2 separate regions of the Mus musculus genome follow, and region 1 is linked to region 2. A link is a contact called in public Hi-C data. All regions are on one chromosome and are shown on one strand. Each heading gives the region's core, a stretch centred on a gene start, on an enhancer-like site or on the middle of the called end of the contact. The rest is flanking DNA. Distances are from core to core; before and after follow the strand shown.

What was found. A called contact is a pair of places that touch in the nucleus more often than the background predicts.
Region 1: a Hi-C map of cranial neural crest shows a contact between it and region 2, with 1.8 times the contacts expected there. The contact joins two enhancer-like sites. A contact is called at or near these places in 3 of 484 Hi-C or Micro-C datasets (cranial neural crest and uterus).

Annotation. Positions count from the first base shown.
Region 1 is chr4:31,403,588-31,407,097 of GRCm38.p6, reverse strand. No RefSeq gene overlaps it. Among named protein-coding and RNA genes, the nearest start is that of Gm32173, 81 kb to the right of the region's middle. Within about 2 kb of position 1,952, at least 39 of the 459 cell types and tissues checked have an H3K27ac peak or open chromatin away from gene starts, as enhancers often do.
Region 2 is chr4:30,775,707-30,778,792 of GRCm38.p6, reverse strand. All of the region lies in intron 2 of 4930556G01Rik (RIKEN cDNA 4930556G01 gene), which reads right to left. Among named protein-coding and RNA genes, the nearest start is that of 4930556G01Rik, 110 kb to the right of the region's middle. Within about 2 kb of position 1,547, at least 5 of the 459 cell types and tissues checked have an H3K27ac peak or open chromatin away from gene starts, as enhancers often do.

The DNA of each region.
Region 1 (3,510 bases), core at 703-3,202, 630 kb before region 2:
CCCCCTGGGTGTCTTAGATTTAGGAGTGGCTCCTCACTGCAGCAGGCATGATAAGTGTGCTTACCAGGAGCCTGACTGAAAGGAAAGCCCAAAGCTGAACAATGCCCCTGATCTCTTGGAAGCTCTGCCACACCATTGCAGGAGACACAGCAGAAGAAGGAGCTATCTGCCCAGAGTCCCAGGCACAGTCTTTGCAGATGGGAAATGCTGTTTTGAATGAAAACTGCTTTACTGGTGTCTGGTGGCTCATGTCTTTTATCCCAGCACTCCAGAATTCAAGGCCAGCCTGGTTTACATAGCAAGTTCCAGGCCACCCGAGGTTACCTAGTGAGACCCTGTCTCAAAAAAACAAAAAACCAAAAAAAAAAACAAAAAAACAAAACAAAACAAAAAAAACCCCTAACAAAACAGAAATAGAGAAACAAAGATTTTCCTCAACAGACACACAAATGATACTAACAGAAAAAAAAATTCTATAGCATAAAAAAAAAATCTGTTTTGCTCTGAATGAAAGCAAATGTTACCTCAGATAATTTAAGGATTATGATTATGAAATGCAATCATTAACATGCTGACTTTGATGAATTTTAACTTTGATCTCATCTTTACCACACTCAGTAAGCAGATTCGATCAGGTGAAGAGAGGTGATCAGTCTGGGATAGACCCTCATTTCATGACTGATTTTGAGCCCATGGACAAGCTTTTGTTTGGGAGGACATAACTATACATTTTAAGAACTCAGGCCTGTCCATGCTTCTGCTAAAGAGGTAGCGTCCATTAAAGTCACATTAATACTTACATTTCTCAATAGGCTTTACCGATAACTCTAAATGACTGGAGCAGAGAATACCAACCATCTCCAAGATTTTTCATGTTTTTTTTTTCCATTAGGTGACTTGCTTTTCATTCTGAAATATAGCTTAGAAATTACTATTTAGGTGCTCAAAGACTGAGAAGTTTCCTGGACATGCCATTTTTATGTAATAAGATGGTAATACTTAAGATTTAATAAAGTCCCTAAAAGTAGGTTTCATTAGAGCATGCTTAGAATTATTTAGCACCAATAATTCCTCAATACTATATAATAATGGTTCTCCACATGTTTTCTTATTCCACGAATGCAAAAGAATATATCTCACGATAGCATTTTATTCACATTTTTTTCCACGGGGGTGGGGGTGGGGTAAGGAGTATGTTATAAAGAGTAAATTTAGTATCCAGTGAAATGAAATTCCTTTGGAGCAAAGAGGGCAATATGTCTCTAGCTTATATTAAATTAGAGTGTTCTCTAAGACTCCTACAGAGACAATTCCTTTAAAGCTTGTCTTAAGAGTGTGAGATGATAACCACCCCTCTCAACTTGCTTGGATGTCAGCTTCCTTGCAGGGCACCAGCAGGCATGTCTAGGTGAGCCACAAGTTCTCCTGTGCTTACCCCTTGGCTGAAAGTAGTTTCACAGCACAGAAGAAGCAAAGAATGAAGTGTGGAATTTGATTAGGTAGTCATTACCTTGCACAACGCCTGGCAGTGTGTCAACCCAGATTCCAATCCACTCAGAGTTTAAGGACCATCTTTCCCCAACCCGGCTCCCTGACTGGCTTGATATTTCACTATGGCAACGCTGCTTGGCTCCCCGGAGAACAGCCATAGGTGTCCGCGAAACCCAACCTACCATTGAGAATTTTCCTCTAGAAAACTGAATAAAGTAACTCAGAGATGCCTGGCTGCCACAGAAGGCTCTTCCATGTCTCTCTGGAGCCTGACTTCTGGGCTCCATGCATCTGGCAGAGCTCTTGCAAGGGTGGTTTGTTTTGAGGAAGATGCTGACGACCCCCCTCCCATCGGCTGTTGCTCCGGGTCTGTCTTCACTCAAAACTCTATCTGTACTTCACTGCCTGACTGCAATTAGCTCTCGTCAGCTCTGTGGAATTTCTCTCTCCAGTTTTTCTAGCAGTAATTACGGTTTCTCGTTTACAGTGGAACTTGCAGTCTGTTTGGAGCTACTTCATGAACTTGGCAGGCGACTGAGGTGATCGTGTGTCCTATCTTGTTCCCTTTCTATCTGTCTTTCAAAACCAGGACAGGTCTTTGTTTTGCTGAAGTTTGCCATTTCCCCTTGTTTCTGATGTGCAGCCTTCTTTGTGCTGACAGCCAAGAACGCTCTGGACTGTTGCCCCGTTTGCCTCCAGAGACTGATGCAAAATCTTCAAAGTGAAGTCAGTGGGTTTTCTCAGAATAGAGTTTACCAGAGACTAGACACATTCATGCTTAGGAATCTATTACTCTCCGCTGAAAATTTTCAGAGTGACAGCCTGGTGTGTTGGCAACTCTCATGTCTGCAAATATACTTGAAACCACTTGAAATAACAAACAAACAAACAAACAAACAACAATAAAGGTTCAGCCAGGGCAACGATTCGTTAAACACTCAATTTTTGTTTTGGTTATTTTCAGTTTCTCATTTTATAGGAATAAAAATTTTTAGGCAGATGCCCTTGGTGGGGTAACCTGCAGTGGACTTTGTAAGTGCTCGGCAGAGTCTAGTCAAGACATAATCTGCTTAGCAAGGGTTCCTCCAAATGTATGTGGGCTGTTAGAGAAAAGAATGCGATGGTGTGGAGGGGCTTTGGCTCTTGGATTTCTCTAGCGACCTGCATGTTCGGTGCAAAGTAGTTGTGTGGTGCTTCTTGACGTCTGCACGCACTAGCTGGGCACTATTTATCCAGTAACTTATACACCTAATCTCTGAGACAGAAACAAACATCACCGTTCCTTTTCTTCAGGGCATTTGAATACATTATCCATTTATTTGGTGTTTGGCTGAGGTTTAAATGAGTCATTTAATACGCCCCATTCACAGCAAGTTAACTTGCAAGCAGGTGGCATCCATGACTCATGGCATTGTTAACAGTTCTGACCAGGATCAGCGACCACACTCCAGCCTTCCTGTCGGGAATTATGGAGCTTTGTGCCAGTGATCATGGCAGGAGCTTCCCGCAAATCTGTGCCTTAGGTAACGGAATGGCCATAAAAACCGTGAGAGTTTCATAAAACAGAGTCACTGTCTATTCTAATGACTGGGAGGGCTATTGGTAAAGCTGTTTTAGGCCGATTATCATTACAGATAGATAGGCTCCATTCCTCTCGTAAGCACCTCTGTGGCCCCATAAGAAGCACATCAGCCTTAATGCAAACAAAGGTCATTTTTATAAGAAAGGTCAGTTGCACTCAGGAATCTAGAGAGGAAGAGGGTGGCATAAAGGAAGACAGAAACTCACTTATAAAGTGGAGTTGTGTGCTTTGAAAAACTATTATTTAAGGATCTTAGTATCCAGTTCTCCCCCTTTTTTTCTAAAATTATACCTACAATGTTCTAAAATGTATACTTCATTATTCTATCTATCTATCTATCTATCTATCTATCTATCTATCTATCTGTCTGTCTGTCTGTCTGTCTGTCTGTCTGTCTGTCTGTCTGTCTGTCTGTCTACTATCTATTTCAGTTTGTT
Region 2 (3,086 bases), core at 298-2,797:
AGATTTTGCTCCATTTCACTTCCTGGTACTCCTTTAATATTTGAACCATATATTTTATATTTTGCCTTTCTAAGCTTGCTATGCTTGTTCAAACTTCTCTTTGTGAGACTTAACCAGAGAACAAATTCTCTGCTGGGCTTCTTTGAAACTTCCTTTGTCAATGCAATTAATCCAAGTCTCGTCACCTTAGCCTCAGGCAGACTTTTTAGACAAGAGTAAAAAGTAGCCACATTCTTCACCAAAATACCACAAAAACAGTCTTTATGCCACATACTGAAAGACTTCTTTGAAATCTCTTGGGCCAGGTCAACACAGTTCAAATTACTCCCAGAAACAAAGTCTTCCATATTCCTACTAGGATGACCCATTAAGCCCCATTTAAAGCATTCCACAGCTTTCCAAATCCAAAGTCCAAAAATCTACATTTTTTCAAATAAAAGCATGGTCAGGCCTATTACAGCAATACCCCACTCCCAGTACCAACTTCTGTCTTAGTTAGGGTTTTACTGCTGTGAACAGACACCATGACCAACATTAAGTCTAATAAAGAACATTTAATTGGGGCTGGCTTACAGGTTCAGAGGTTCAGTCCATTATCATCACAGTGGGAGCATGGCAGTATCCAGTCAGGCATGGCACAGGAGGAGCTGAGAATTCTATGTCTTCATCCAAAGTAGAAGACTGACTTTCAGGCAACGAGGGTGTGGATCTTATATCCACACCCAGAGTGACACACCCATTCCAACCAGGTCACACCTATTCCAACAAGGCCACACCTTCAGATGGTGCCACTCCCTGGTCCAAGGATATACAAACCATCACACCATGCAACTGGGGAAAAATGTAGATGTATCAGTCAGATGCTGGGACCTGTCATTTAAGTAGAACACAATTCTCTCAAGAATTGCATCAGCTGCTGCTGCCTTCAGAAACATTAACTCTTTGTGCCCGTAATCATCAGAATAAATGAATTCTAGTTCATAAAGATTATTGTTGTTCCTGACCTGAGGGAGGGTAGTTTTATTCTTATAATGTCTTGCAAGTCAAAAGAATAACATAAAGGAAAGGAAATGTGAGGGAAAAAAAATCAATGCAAAGACCTGATTTGGCAGCACTCATTTTGGCTAATTATAGGGTACAGGTAGGAAATATGGCTAATGGGGCTTAGCAACAGATGGGGAGGCAGCACAGAGCTCTAGATTCTTCCTCTGCCTCAGCTGTGACTTCCTGCAGCGTTGAACAAGTCATTCAAACCTGTTTTTGATTCAGTTCTTTCACTAAATTATGGATACTAATGCCTACTAGCTATGTCAAACATTGTTGGGAAGAATGCCTCATAGGAAGATCACAATACTCCTTCAAAGAGTTGAACAACTCTGGAGGCATAGTCTCTGCTGAATCAAACTGAACACAAGGAGAGGTCCTTCCAGTTGGGGCCTCTGTTCTCCATTTAAAGCCAAAATGAATGCAAATCTGAAAGTGACTTTGCACTTGCCATGCATCTCTGCTGCCTCTCAGGCATTCTCTCACTAGCTGATTGTAAGTATGCAAATGATATCTGATACCGCTCTCTGTGGCACACACTAGAACTTTAAAAAGCTTGGTGAATCCAAGGCTGATTGGCAGTTCCAAACATATTTGTGCCCTAATTTGTGGTCAAGAAGCACAGGCACATTTGGATAAGAGCAAAGCCAATGCAGTGACTGGCTTTGCTTGAGGTTTTAAAAGACAAGAAGGTTGGCAGCTAGGGATTACAACAATAGCAGCAGCAAAAACAACAGCAACAGCAGCAACAAAGGTCTGCATGTGGAATCTCAACTGGAAGCAATTCACCAAGGATTCTGAAATTCCAGAGAGTTTCACAGAGCAAAAGTAATCCCAGATAAAGAATGGGGACAATTTCTGCAGTGAAAGACAGGAACAATTTCTCAATCGACTGAAATGATTACATACAGCAGGATAGGGTGTGTGTGTGTGTGTGTGTGTGTGTGTGTGTGTGTGTGTGTGTGCATGTGTGTGTGGTTTTCCATTGTTAACAAGAAAGGGAACTGGTTTCTGTGGCAAAAATAGCAATAGATTTCCCTGAGTATTTCCCAGGGCTTCAGGCACTTATCCTGATGCTCTATGCCAGCATATAAATGAACCAAATGCTGGATAAGCCAGGGATGAGAAAGAGTTCAGAGAAGGAAACTAACATGAGTTGCTTGGTTGGTTGGCAAGCCAGTACAAAGTGTGCTTCTGAGCAACAGAGGTCAAGTGGCTTGCCCAAGTTCACTGACCTGGTAGGTGGTAGAGCCTTGTGAATAAACACACAGCCCTGGCTTTATGTTTTTTCTTTTACACTTCTAGTTGCCTTTAGGACATGTCTGAATCTATATACCAACTGCAGAGAGAGAGAGGACTGCCAGACTTGTCGAGTACCCCAGGCCATAGTACAAGGGGAAACCCTTCAGTTGACTTGCCCAGCTTCCTGCTGTTTGTAACTCAGCCAATTTGCCTCGTGGAAAGCTCTGTTGTCTCCCTACCTCTGAGAGGCCTCTCCTCTGCCTGGCTCCTGCAGGCCCTGCCTGTTTGCTGTTCCTACTTCCCAGTGATCAACAGCTGTTTTATGCTTTTCCCATTGTGCTTCACCGCCCTTTGTAGCCCTTCTGCCCACCTCCACGCAGCTCACCTTCATGTATTGAAGGGCAGTTGTGTTTGTGGCCTGTTATTATGTCCCTGAACAGCCCTATGAAGTGGAACTTAAAGGGGTGAGTTGGAGAGGAACTTCCATTACTACCACTTCTCTTCATTTCTCACTGTCACTAGAGCCTTTATGATTGTTGCAGATGGCAAAGCTCAAACCTGAACCGGACTTTTCTCTGTTTTAATTTTTTTCAGGTCACATTAATCATACAAAGTCTAAGTCCACCTGGATTCCTAGCTTGGAAGATTCTTACCTCCATACATTTAAGGTGTGTCTTTCTGTTAATATAATTCTTAGAACCCTGGCCAGTATCATCTCTACACCTGTTCTGCAGTACAATATCTGCTATGGACTTGGCTTAATTAGCATATTCATATTACAATAAAATGAGAATCAAGAT